2 separate regions of the Zea mays genome follow, and region 1 is linked to region 2. Evidence: chromatin contacts called from public Hi-C data. All regions are on one chromosome and are shown on one strand. The core of a region is the stretch at or near the end of the contact, and the rest is flanking DNA. Distances in the headings are between cores, read along the strand shown.

Region 1 (6,984 bases), core at 987-3,486, 150 kb after region 2:
CTATTGAATACACCTTTCTTCTAATATTAGCTAAATTTACCTTTATAATACTTATTCTCTTGGTGTTGCTCTTAGACCCTGTTTAGAAGCACCCATTTTTTAACAAACTGGTTTATATATAGAAATTGAGGTGGTTTCAAACATACCAATTTATGAATCAGTTTATAGAAATTAGATTCTTAGTTTCTTAAATATAAAAAGCTAGCCTCTCTTGACTAAAAGATAAAAAGAACTGAGTTGCTTCCAAACATAGTCTTAGTTTAATCATCAGGAAAAGTGCTGGTCTCGAACTGGAATGCAGAAATCCCTGAAACACATAGATCGATTTAAATGGAAGAAAGCTATCATTATATTGTAATTAACCTCTGGCCATATTTATTAGGTTCTAATCAAATGATCACCATGCATAGCCTCAATTACTCGCTAAATGGAGTACAACTTTGCTGGAAAAAGTCTCCAATCTAGCTAGCTAGCACAGGCGCAGCATTGGCCGTCTGAATGGCTTATCTATACACTTTATTACTTTCCCTCGCGCCCTTTATGCAAGGAAAACTATACTATACTACAGTATTTTATTTGTTAAAAATCTAAACTGTCCCCCCCCCCCCCCACCCCACCCCACCCGAGCCCCTCAAAAGCATACACGACCGCATGATTTGCACTCCAAGAAGGCCTTTTTCTGAAGGTCCATGTAACCATCATTGCTAATGCTCCACGGTATGATCAGGGTGTAGGCCAGGACGCGTACAAGTATGCAGCAACTAGCAATACTCTAGTTTTCTGCTCCTGACACATGTCATATATTCCCAATTGCGCTGCTCCTTTTCTTTTCTTCTTTATATTATCCAGGTATTTGTCTTGTTTGGAGCAATGCAACTTTTGGCAGTTGTGTACTACTACTGGTACTATAATAAAGCTTTGGTGACAGGTGGAAATTAAAATGACAAATAGCATTGCAGATAAATTAACGTGACGTTTGGTTCCCTATGGATTTAATTTTGATAAGTTCCATACCGCATAAAAACTAATACAAATCTCATTATCAGCTTAAGTTAAGCCCCCCCCCCTTTTGGCAACAATATTTTTTATGACCATGGTTTTATAAAATATTATACTTACAATTGCTATGCCAATACTGTAGTTTTTGTCATCTCCCAAATACCATGGTTTTTGAGAAACGATGTTTGGATACAGCGTTGTAAACCATGGTATTATTGTGCAAAAGCTAGCCATGCCATAAAAACTTTATGTTGGAGTGAAGTTTTTTTTCAATACTCCAAAAATATCATGATAGCTAGAATACCATGGATTTGGAAATATAGTTTCATGAATTTATTCTTATGACACAAAATATTATGGTATCACTAAAAACGACGATTTTGTCTAGAAACTATAAAGATGCTTTACTTCCAAACAGACCTAGAGATTGTGAGGGCCTGGCACAATATCGAATACAAAAATTTAGGAGTTGTTTAGGTAATTATGAGATTCTAGAATAAGGCATGAACCCTAAATCAGCAACGACGACGACAGCGATCTTGTTTTTCCGGCCGTGTTTATTCTTGTTTGTTTACTGCTACGGTGATACTGGTGCCTTGGGTTAATGTAAAGACAAAAGGATGGCAAAAAGTGAAAGTAGCTAATATGCAACCGGCGTGTGGCAACTCCAAAATCTAGGACGAATAAGTGCGCAACTGTTAATTTATGGACTCCTCATAAACAAAGGCATCTTTTGGTCTAGAAATGATTAAATTTATGGACTCTACTTAATGATTATTTGTCAAACTAGTCCATCAAGCCGTGTTCTTCTTATAGGACCAATAATTTTAAGAGACATACTTTACAAGTTTGTGAAAAAAAATCGGTACCACTACCTTTGTTCTTAAATATTTGTTGCACCTTAGTTTATTTTTAACTAAACTACGACAAATAAAAAAACGGAGAGGCAGTATAATTTAAATTGTTTAGGATATCATTTAGAAACTCTATTTTACTTTAAAACATTATGATAACTCTTTTACCTGTGAAACAAGAGACATTTTAATGTATAGCCATGTGCCCGGAGCCCGGAGACAAAAAAAAAGACTGGTCATCACAACATGGATTTGGTACAAATAAAACTATAAAGCATCATCTAAAGTAATTCTCCATTTTGCCCTTTGTGGAAGGAATGATGGCTGTCTCGGGAGCCGCGAAGGCAAGGGAAAAAAAAAAGAGGGAAAAGGAAAAGGAAGGCAAGTAAACAAAGCAGCAATGCGGACGAAAGCGAGCGAGACACACACAACACAACAGTGACGCTAGCTCTCAAGCAAATAGAGGCAGCAGAGCAGACCATAGAGAGTGGAGATCAGCCAGCAGCAGCAGCAGCAAGGCTGAGCCGCCGCCCCCACGAGTGGAGTGGAGGCAGCAGCCAGCGACAAGGCTGAATCCGGGAGGTCCGCGCGCCGCAGCCGTGGCTGCCATCGCAGGCGCCGCCGCCGCCGCCGCTTGTGAGAGGCGCTCGTCTTGTATTCACGAGGAGGGCGACGACACCCCCTCGGCAAAGGAGCTGGCCACTGGCCCCGCCCTGTGATGGCTGCTGCCCGTGCCCCGGCGGCGAGGGGACGCGTAGGTGCTCCGGAGGCGGCAGCTGCGTGGAGGGGCGGCGGTCTCCGCGCGAAGCAGGCCGGGCGCGCCAGCTGCCGCGGCGCGTAGACCGAGCGACTGGACGCCGTCTCTCTCTCTCTCTCTCTCGCAATCCGAGTCGGGGGCTCGGGGCTAGGGTTTTGGCGCTGAGGGCGCCGGGGTTCTAGCGGAGCGGCTGGAGGAAGAGGGGAGGGGGCGGGGGGCACGGAGATGGCGGTCGGGGACGCGCTGCGACGGCTGTGCGAGGAGATCGGGTGGTCCTACGCCGTCTTCTGGAAGGCCATCGGTGCTGCAGACCCCGTGTAAGCTGCCGCCTCCACTGTTTCCTCAGATTTTCTTTGGTTTTTTTGTGTTCGAGCTCGTCCTCCCGCTGAATCTTACAAAAAATCTAAGACTTCTGCCATTGTGCTCATTTTTCTTCGCTGGTATCCTGCTCGTTCTCGTAACAAAAGTTATTTTTTGGTCTTTGTGCTCATTCAACCATTCTTTTTCCAACCGTCAAGTTTTCGTTGCTAATCTGTTCTGAAAATTCGCTCGAAGTTTCGAAGATGGGAATATCTGAGCTAAAAAAGCCGAACAATTTCCTCCAAATTTCATACTCCTCATCGCCTCATGGTTATGGTTCCTCTGTCTCATTTCCCCCCCTGGAAATGCACAGGCATTTGGTGCAGGAGGACGGCTACTGTGGCCACACGTCATGTCCTGTCGGATCTGAGCCTTCCGAATCTCTGCCCAGCGACGCCGGGTGCTCTGTTCCTGCTGCTAACACCATCTGCTCGCTTGTTCACAGCGTTATGGCGTCGCAGGTCCATGTCGTCGGACAAGGGTAAGCAAAAGCAGCCGCAGCGATTTCTTGGTTTGGCCATCGTCTCTCTTGTTTAGAACGCGATGCGCCTGTGTTTTTTGTTTTGGCAGGACCGTAGGCCGTGCTGCGTTCAGTGGCAACCACCAATGGATCGTCCGCGGTACCGCCAATGGTCACGGGCTCTCCTCCGAGGTACGGCCAGTACTGCTGAGTGCTGAGTGCTTCTCCTCTTCTGAGAATTCTCCAGCGAAATAAATGCGAACCCAATTTCAGTTTTGTCTGGTTCCATTGTGCTGCTGCCACCTCATTTAAAGCACTGTGGGTATAGCCTTCTTCAGTCCTTCAACTTTTGTCAGCTAGCGAGCTGCTTTAATTCTGGTCCGCTCACACTAGACCAAAAATAGTGGCAAGTGACGCAAGCATCTGTTCTAAATATATCTCCAAATAAGCTTATCCTAAAAATATATCCAAAGATCTATCTTATTGTATTACATATAAACTATGAATATTAATATTTTCTAATACTCCCTCCATCCCAAAATAGTAGTTGTTTTAGCTCTAGATTTTTATGTCTACGTTCATATGGATGATTATTAATATAGACATATATATAGAACATACATTGATTATTGTATGAATCCGATAAAAAGGTAAAACGAATTTTAATTTGGGACGGAGGGAGTATATGGGGGTGTTTGGTTTTAGAGACTAATTTTTAGTCCCTCTAATTTATTCCACTTTAGTCACTAAATTGTGAAATATGGAAACTAAAATAGAGTTATAGTTTCCATATTTTGCAATTTATAGACTAAAGTGGAATAAAATAGAGGGACTAAAAATTAGTCCCTAGTAACCAAACACTACCTATATTTAGCTAAAGTTAAAAATGGTTGGCTCTTCAAAAAGAACATTAACTATTTTGAGATTGAGGGAGTATGAATGCGAAAAAAAATAAGAGGGTGAAGATCTTACACCATGTTTGTCTTTTGACTAAACCAAGTCGCTTTTGTAAACATCTTGATCTTTTAACTATCTTCTGTCCAATTGGGTTTTGTGTTTACGTAACCTGGTTGTCAAGATTTTACACTAAGTTTTCCAATTTTATAGGTTGCTGCGGAGATGAACAATCAGTTCAGAGTTGGCATTCAGGTGGGTTGGACTGAGAATTGGAAATGTTAAAAAGTATATAGTCACCATTTGCTTCTGGACCTCATTCTAAACTTCTTGCTGCAGACAATTGCGATCATTCCTGTGCTGCCACGGGGTGTCCTGCAGTTAGGCTCTGCTGGTTTGGTAAGGCCTCACAGTTCCAGATCATGCTACAAAAGTAGAGAATTTTTTGAAGTATTCGTCAGAGTTGTTGAACACTATCAGTTGAAATTTCTAATTTTCTATAAAAAGAACATTACTATCACACAAGGCTCTAGAAAAATAATTCTCCATCTGTGGATGGCTATGGAAGGTGGAAAAGAAAACAGTAGTGCATTGCTAAATGAGTATATGCCATTCAAAATTTTGGATATGTAAATTACAAAGCATGATGTTTCAGCCACGCTGCTCCAAATCTGAAGACCTATCTTTACCCTACTATAAATTTCAGAATGTCCATTGATTTCGTGGTAAAATGTCATCTATGCCTCCACAGTCTGGTATCCTCGTTCATGATTGAACATCTAGACACCTTGGCACATAAAAATTCCCCACTATATAGTGAATCCTTTTTTGTGCTTAGTGTTGGAAATTGTTGTGAAGAACAGAAAAGATCGTGAAATCATTGTTTAACTTCACTGTGATGGTTAGTAGTAGGGTTTTGCATGCTCTCTAAATATTTGGAAATTGAAATAATCGGTTGATTTTTGGCAGGTTATGGAAAACATAAATTTTGTGATGTTTGCAAAGAAGTTGTGTTCTCAGCTAAACAACCGTTCAAGCATGGCTGCATCTGCTTCGGCTAAAAACGCTTTAAGTCAGCATGGCCAGTCACGTCCTGATACTGCAACTGTGTCAACTAGGACACCACCAAATGCATTGCTGAATGCATCTTTGCTTAAGGTTGCACAACAGAGTGGTCACCCTGTTAGAGAGCACGTTGTCTATGCTGAGCCTGACCTTAGGTTTAGACAACAAGCATCCTTCTGCGAGAACCAATTTGGAAGTAATTTACAGAGTGTTGTTATGAACTCAAGTTTGACCTCCCCAAGCTTGGCATCAGTTAAAAAGCAGCCACTCTTGATGAACAGCATTGGGCAGTTACAGTTCAGTAATTATGTGCATTCATCGGCAGATTTGGCAAGAGATGTCATATTAAAATCCCTTGTGCGCCAGGACTCTTCTGTCTGCGAAACTACAAACATGAATATGCATCGTGGAAGATATATGGTATCCAATGATATAAATGGTTCTGGGGATTTTGATTTTCTCCCTGTAGGTGCCAAAGCAAGCAGAGCCAACTTATCAACCAGTGTGTCGAGTCAAATATTGGACCACACAACAAGAACACTGCAGCAAAAACAGTCTCTTGTCCCATTCAAAGTCACCCAATCTTCTGAATTCAATAAGAAAATGGAGAACCCTGAAAATGGATCATTTCAAACCCCTTCAGTTCCAACTTCTGAATCTGGTGGTCAGGTTTCTAACAGTTTCAACATGGACCAAGAGAATCAATTGATTATGTCAAACAATGTACGGCAAGTTCAAAAGATTAATAGATTTAGTGATCCAAGTGCTAATGTAAGCACTCAGAGAATGAAGAACAGGGATGTATGCGAGTCGGGAATGCCCATTGAGAGAGGTTCCTCGTTGCTAGTGGAGCCTGGTGCAGATAATGACTTGTTTGATATGCTTGGTTCTGAATTTCATCAGTTCTCCCACAACGTTGGGTCTGATTTGGTCACCTGGAGTGGTACAGAGTCTCAGAATTCAGATAGAGATGGCCCTGAATCATCAATATATCTCAATAGCTCACCCCTTTTCAGTTCGTTAGACAACGAGCTTCACTATTCTGGTATCTTATCACTAACTGATACTGATCAACTATTGGATGCTGTCATCTCAAATGTCAATCCAAGTAGTAAACAGTGTCCTGATGATAGTGCTTCTTGCAAGACTGCATTGACGGATGTTCCTAGCACATCTCATCTTGGTTCAATAGACTTGAAGAGATGTGAGTCCTCCGGCGTTCCTTCAGTGCTAATTAAGCACGAATTGGCACAGCTTGTTAAGCAACCATGTATTTTTGACAAATCTGAGAACTGTCTTTCCCAAAATAATGGAATGCACAAGTCTCAGATACGCCTTTGGATTGAGAGTGGTCAGAACATGAAATGTGAAAGTACTTCAGCTTCTAACAGCAAAGGTCTTGATACGCCAAGCAAGGCGAATCGCAAGAGATCTCGACCCGGTGAAAGTGCTAAGCCACGACCTAAGGACCGGCAGCTGATACAGGACCGTATTAAAGAGCTTCGTGAGCTTGTACCGAATGGGGCAAAGGTATGCTCTTGCATGAATTCTCTGATGATAATTTGAAAGTTTGAATCATATATCTGATCTACAAA
Region 2 (7,057 bases), core at 1,274-3,773:
AAGAGAAAGAAAACTACAGAGAGAAGAAAAGAGGTAACACCTGAATTTGGTAGGTATTAGAGAAGAAATTTTTATCCCAAAATTTAGGGTGTTACACATAGGTATATAGTTTGGGACTTAAAAATCCCTCCTTTAGTCCAATTTTTCCTTTGGTTAGTATCTCAGAATAAAGCTCTTACCCAGGACTATCTAGCAAAATACTGGTAGTTAGGGGATATCTCTTTTTGTTTTGTTTAGAAGATGAATTGATTCACCATTTATGGTTTGACTGCATAGTGGCGAACCAGATTTGGAGGAGAGTGTTTGATAGCTTGCATATTTAGCATATTCAAATATGTGGTTAAGTAATAAAAAAATTCTTGTGCATAACTTGGTGTGTGCTGCAACCATGTGGGAATTGTGAAAACTGTGGAATGCAATCTGTTTTAGCATATAGGATGGAGGAATTTGGAGCTTCTACTTTGGAAGGTGGTGGTAACCGTCGATAACCGGCAAATCCACTGTCTAGCTATAGAGAGAGTGAAATTGGAGAATGATGTGAAGTTGTTGAAGAATACGACAAATGCAATAAGATTGCTTTGGAGATGATCTTCTGCGTGTAAGAGAGCTAGAAAAGAACTTGTGTAGTAGGGCAAAATGAGGTCTAGTTATATGATTTTTTTAGTTCTGGTTGTTCTGTTAGAGAAATGTTTGGCTTAAAGCTTGATATCTGGATGTAAAAAAATTTGATGTAACCAAATGATGTTATTGTTTTTGGCATCACGCCGTTGGTCATGATGCTTGGGAATGAAATGTCCTTGAACTCTAAAAATATTCTTTATTCTTTTTGTCGGGTACCATAATCAGGGGTACCCCCAGTACTCCTAAACATGGCTGAAGAACATCTTTAAAACAAACCATAAAGACTGGAAAGCACAGTTCAAGTCAAGGCCTCGTCTACCAAGAGACGCGGTCCTGTCTCACCCGAGCCCAGCCTCGGGCAAGAACAGTAGTCCCGTACGGATTCACGGCTCGCCCGAGGGTCCCCTCAGGCAGAGGGCGCACCCCCGGCTCGCCCGAGGCAAAACTCGGGTAAACTTTGTTGTATAGCGGCCTCGGCCAAACTGCCTTGCCATCGACCGTATCACGTGCGCATTTAATGCAGGGATCACTTGACACCTTATCCCGACACGCGCACCGCGGTTGGCAAGATCGAAATGACCGCAGTCACTTCACCCTTTCACTGATCGTTATGACAGGATAACGACACTATTCACCCCGTTCCGACCACTGTGCCAACCACCGGGGTAAGACTAACAACAGTAAGTTACTGTCTCTCCCGAGTTCAGCCTCGGGCGCAACAAGGGAGTTCCGCCTTGCCCGACCCAGGCCTCGGCCCTAGCCTCGGCTTCGGGAGGAATCGTCACCACGCCCGACCCAGGCCTCGGAAGGAGGTCTTCGCCTCGCCCGACCTAGGCCTCGGCTTCGGGAGAAATCACCGCCTCGCCCAAGACGGCCTCGGACCGACTACGCGAACAGGGAATATAACACTATCCTACCCATAGCTAGCCACCTCAGGCTATGAAGGAACAAGACCGGTGTCACATCAAATTACTCCAGTAACAGGTAATGATGATTCCCGACATGCGCCCATGACGTCGACTGTCCTCAGCTCTCTACAAAGTCAGAGAAACGTCAGCAGGACACAAACTTCAAGGCCACCTCGACGACCAGGCCTTCAACTCGGCGGAGCCGACCGCGCCGCTACAGGGGTCAGGACCTGGGGCCGCGCCGCTGGCCACGCTTCAACAGGGCTCAAGCACTTCTCCGTCGTCCACGTTAGCGCATAGCTACACCCCCATATGTACAGCTGGGTCACCTCCTTATACCTATAAAAGGAGATGCCCAGGGCCTTCCCAAGGCAAGCTTCGAAAGCTCACCCAGACGGCTCACCCAACATCAACAAAAAACACCTCAGGGCCAACCTCCTCTCCACAACACTAGACCTCTCAAGAGATCTGGGATCCGTTCTCTCTCGCGAAGCTTGTAAACCCTACTATAAGCACCCCGGTGCAAGATAATATAAGCCTCATCCTCTCTCTGCTGGAAGTAGGGCATTCTTAGCCCGAACCAGGATAAACCTTGTGTTTCATTTTGCATCAATCCATCCGGGCAGGGACACGCAACATAAAATTCACTAGTCGGTTAAGGGTCCACTGGGTCCGAAACACCGACACTTTTCCAAATTCTTTCTTGTCACGATTGGTTTATTGTTACATACGCGTTTATTTACACGTGATTGGATTGATTTTTTAAGTAAAAAAGATCAAGAGTTGAGACAACGAGTCGTTGGAAAGTGACTTTTTTTATCAGGTAAAAAATCAATATTAGGACTAGTTTGGAAATTCAAATCCCCTCAGGTATTCCTAGGGATTAAGAGAAAAATTTAAGCTAATTTTCTATTTAATCCCCGGAAATCCTGAAAATGATTTAAGTTTATAAACTGGCCCTTAAAATTGAGTTTTGCAAACTGTTGGACAAGCTATTTGAATTTCAAGCAGCTCCATAGTCTTTTTCATACTATTGCTATTGGTCCAATCCACGGGCCACTAATAGCCCATGGGCCGACCACAACATTTTTAACCCCTTTATCTTTGCGCAAGCAAAACAGGGCAAATGTCCGTGCCAACAGCATCCTGTATCCATCAATGCGGTTGCAGGGGCGCTACGCTGCGTTCCTCCGCCGGGCATCAGCCCTGCCGTCCCTGCCGCTGGTGGCTTCCCTCCACGCCGCCGTGCTCCGCCGCGGAGTCCCCGCCCTCCTCGCGTCGTCCCTCATCCAAGGCTACTCCGCCTGCGGGGACCTCGACTCCGCGCGCGCCCTGTTCGACGAAACGCCCCCAACGCTCTCGTCCCGCACCGCGCTCGCCGGCGCGCTCTCGGCGCACGGCCGGTGCGCGGAGGCTCTGGATCTGCTAAATGTCCCGGAGGCAGGGGTGGACGACAGGGCGGTGACGGTGCTCCTGGCGGCGTGCGCGCGCGCAGGGATGGTGGCCGAGGGGAGGCGCGTGTTCGCGAGGGTACCCCGCCCCGCGCTGCAGCACTACACGTGCATGGTGGAGATGCTGGGGCGCGTCGGGGAGGTGGAGGAGGCCGAGAGACTCGTGGCCGGGATGGAGGCGCGCCCGGACAGGGTCATCTTGGCGGCGCTCCTCACCGCGTGCCGCGTGCACGGCCGGGTTGACGTTGCCGAGCGGGTGGCCGGGCTCATGCGCCGGTATGCCGTTGCGTGAAAACTCGCGGTCTGACTAATGCATCATCAGTTGAAGACTTGAAGCGCAGTTCAGACCTCTGATCTGAAATGATCATCCATCGCCATGCATCTTTTGGGTGGATTGCTTGCTTGGACACGAATCGGACTAAGAAATACTCCATAGATGGCAATGTGGTAGCGTTGCTTGTAAGTGCATTGTATGTTTTCAGTCATTCATGCAGCAAGAGCCCCTCCTGGCTAGTAAAATCAGAAGTCTGTCTGTTGATTCGTTGACTGACTGTGTCTGTTGTGGGTGGCAACGTCTTCAGGTCAGTTCTGGCATTTGCATGGACATTGCGCCTGAATGCAACAAATGCCTCAAACCAATGCCCACGAGGTGTGTATGGAGATTGTAATGCCAATTTTCTTGTCTCAGACTGCAAATTATTATCATATCAATTTGCTGTAGCTAGCAGTGCAGCCATAGAACCTGTGAAACATGGATACTTGGTTACAAAGTTCAACTTTCAGTCAAGTTTTGTGCAACACGGGTCTGATTGAGACTTCCATGAAACCGACCAATTTGTCGTTGCTGTCATGTTTGGGAACTTGTGGTGAAGCATGCTTGGAATTATTAAGGTCTAGAAGCAGCTGAGTTTTCAACGTGTTCCATGGTAGGGAATGTGTTTGCTAACACTGTTGGAAGAATCTTGGTATCCAGATTTATTTGGTACCATACTTCCTAAGTTAACACATATGAAGGATGTCATCTGACTGGAGCTCTTAAGATTCTTCTGATAATTAGGATATGGCTGTGTGTCTGTGACAGAATCCAAAGTTGGGCCTAGGAATTTCAAATAGCAAGTTTGAAACGTGGGCCACACAGTAGCAGGGGTTGCAGATACTGCACGCTCTGCACATATGCTTGGAGTTGACACTAAGCCTGGCCTGTGATTGGAGCACTTCAGACTTCACATCGTTGGGATAAATCACATATGGTGGCTGTAATAGACTTGTAAAAGTTGGTGGGCCAGGGTAGGGTATTTTACAGATTCTGATCCTGGATTCGTGCTGACTGCAGACTAATCGGCTAAGGCCAACAAATTAGCAGGCAGAAGAAACGGATATACGCATAAGCACCAGCATCTTTGCCCTTCCTTGTATCCAATGCAACTCCTACGAAGGGAATTTTCCGTGGCATTTTTCATGTCCAGCAATGATAGATCGACAGTTCCGTGGCTGGCAGTGCGGCTCTCTCCTGTGCCAGTCATTTTTACGCCGATGCTGATCTCTGAAAGGGAGAGGCATCCAGAGGTCAGGTCAGAACAGAGGTTGGCAGCTAGCTGAAGCTTCAAGGCGAGTCCGACCACCGTAGTGGCGTCTGACGTAGAACCTGTCGCCATGCACTTACTTGTACAGGCTACAAGTATAGGCTCGAGGACTGTATCAGATTCGGATCCCCGGTGCCGCAGTGGCGTTCGCATCTTGGCTGTCTGCCAAGAACAGCGCACGGCAATAATGGCTGTTGCTTTCGGTCTTTTACTTGGAGTCTAGGGCACCACTGCCGAGCGTGCAAGGTTCCAACTCAGGTGACGTGCCGAACTCCAATTAGGGACTTGGCTCTATGCTAATCTGCTTGTACATGCGGAACATGCCAAGATATGTAACTTCTTTGTCTTGCTGTGAATATGTGATAGGTCAGAGTTATTCTACGCTGATATTTTCTGCCAAATTTTAGAGAAAGAATGCTGAATTCTCTTTTTACAATATATACATGGAGGTAAACGGATACTTATTCGAATATCAGTTTTTTTACTTTTTTTTCTTTAATTATAAATAATTAGAATGTAGAGCAGGAAGAGAATGGAAGAGGCGGACATGCCTATTCGTTGCCGGAGAAGAACACGACGAAGACCTGGGCATCTAGAGGCGACATAGATAGTATACCGCTAGATATATAGGGAGAGAGCACGCAAACGGAAAAAAGAAGTTCAGCCGGAGCAGCTCCAAACCGAGAGCCACCCGCACCAGGCGTCAATCTGAGAAGGGCGAGAGAATGTGAGTGTCTTCCCAGCCCTAGACCCGCCGAAGCGACACAACAACACCACCAACTCCGTAGCATATGCCGACTGCTGCCACTAGGGATGAAAACGGGACGGGTACCCGGAACGGGTATCGGATACGGGTACCAAAACGGGATGTAATTTCGGATACGGATACGAGTATTTTGTTTGTCGGGACGGATACGGGTATTACCCGGATATTGAACCTCGGATACGGGTAGGATACGGAATCACTAATACCCGGTCGGTACCCGGAAATCCCGGGTCGGATACGGGTACCCGGAATTCGGGTACCCGTTTTTTCTTTTTCTGCATAATATAGTTATAAAATCATAACTTTTACATATGAAATCGGATGAAAATAAAGTTTATATGAAAATTGTAGAGCTTGAAGAGATCTACGACTTTGTAATACATCAATTTTTTGTTTAGATAGTATTTTAATGATTTAATTGTATTTTGATGATTTTCTATGACAAGAAATTAATAATACATAAATAGCCTAAAAAAATCGTGAAATTTTACGGAGATACAACATATGTCCATATGTAACCATAAAAAATGTTTGGATCATAAGATCTATAAGATGTCCACGTTTCTTTCCTTTCACTTTCACTTATTTGTATGAGTTACATGTGAAATTAGTGTAAGTATCCAAGTTTCAACATAATCAGTACTACGCTTTATCATTTTCATACGAGGACTTGAGTTATCTTCATATAAAATGTTTATTAGTTTTTGTAACTTATTTGCAATTTTTTAGTGAAACTAGAATATTTTATGAATTTTAAATATTGCGGTGTTGGTACTACAATGTCTTTGTGATAAGCAACTTTGAACTGCATGATGTTAATTTTTACCGGTTTCCTTTTTTACATCTGATCTATCTACATGATTATGTATTGCTTAACTTATGGATGGTTGGACAATGAATATCATCGGATGAACTACCCAACAATTATCCGGTACGTACCCGAGTAGTATCCGTTATCCGTTTCTTACCCGTCCGGATTATTACCCGGTCCCGTCCTGTATCCGTCCCGAATGTTAACTACCCGTATCCGGTCCCGTATCCGAGAGAAATACATTAGGGTAGGATACGGGATGACCCTGTATCCGGCTGTATCCGTCCCGTTTTCATCCCTAGCTGCCACGCTACGGGCCTTGGTTGTCCAATATCTCAGATCTGGACTCCTCATCGCTAAGATAACCTAAGTGTGGCAGGCGCCACCATGTCCTCCTCGACGGCACGCGCGGAGAAAGGCCAGGAGCATGATCGACTAGTTCCGTACCGGCGTCGACGAACGTCGTCGGCTCGCGGCTGCGACTATGGGCGGGGGCAGTAGGTTGGAGAGGAAGAACAGGGCGTAGGCCGAGAAGACGAACGGGACGTCCGGCGACGGCAAAAACGATGGTGCGTGCATGATGTGAAACGTCCTCGTGGACGTGCAATAGTCACTGCGCGAGTCGGTGTCGGGGCTGGTGTCGGACGAATATGAGTAGGAGGCGCATGCTCCTACGCCCTCTGCCGAGAATGTGGTGGTGCGGAGGTGGAGGTATGAGAGGAGAGAGAAAAAAAAGTAGAATGACGAATGAGGTGGTGGCAACTGAGGCGAGGACCTTATTATCGTGCGGATATATAGATGGCCAGATGGGTCATGTCTAGCGAGCCGGTCCGAGGCATGACCCATTTAATAGTGCCTGAGCCAAACCGGCACGAGCGTAATGCGGTGCTTGGGCTGTAGCCTGGGCCCGTAGTGCT

What was found. A called contact is a pair of places that touch in the nucleus more often than the background predicts.
Region 1: a contact with region 2 is called in a Hi-C map of leaf, with 5 times the contacts expected there. The contact joins the promoter of LOC100381930 here to the promoter of LOC103654613 in region 2. A contact is called at or near these places in 8 of 25 Hi-C or Micro-C datasets (bundle sheath, ear, leaf and 1 more).

The regions. Positions count from the first base shown.
Region 1 is chr4:219,240,811-219,247,794 of Zm-B73-REFERENCE-NAM-5.0, forward strand. It overlaps LOC100381930 (transcription factor LHW), which reads left to right and starts at 2,237. Exons shown (of 10, transcript XM_008681465.3): 1 at 2,237-2,927; 2 at 3,284-3,451; 3 at 3,541-3,622; 4 at 4,538-4,579; 5 at 4,664-4,723; 6 at 5,294-6,919. The coding sequence starts at 2,836.
Region 2 is chr4:219,088,378-219,095,434 of Zm-B73-REFERENCE-NAM-5.0, forward strand. It overlaps LOC103654613 (pentatricopeptide repeat-containing protein At5g48910), which reads left to right and starts at 2,524. Exons shown (of 1, transcript XM_020552836.2): 1 at 2,524-5,001. The coding sequence starts at 2,688. The coding sequence ends at 3,272.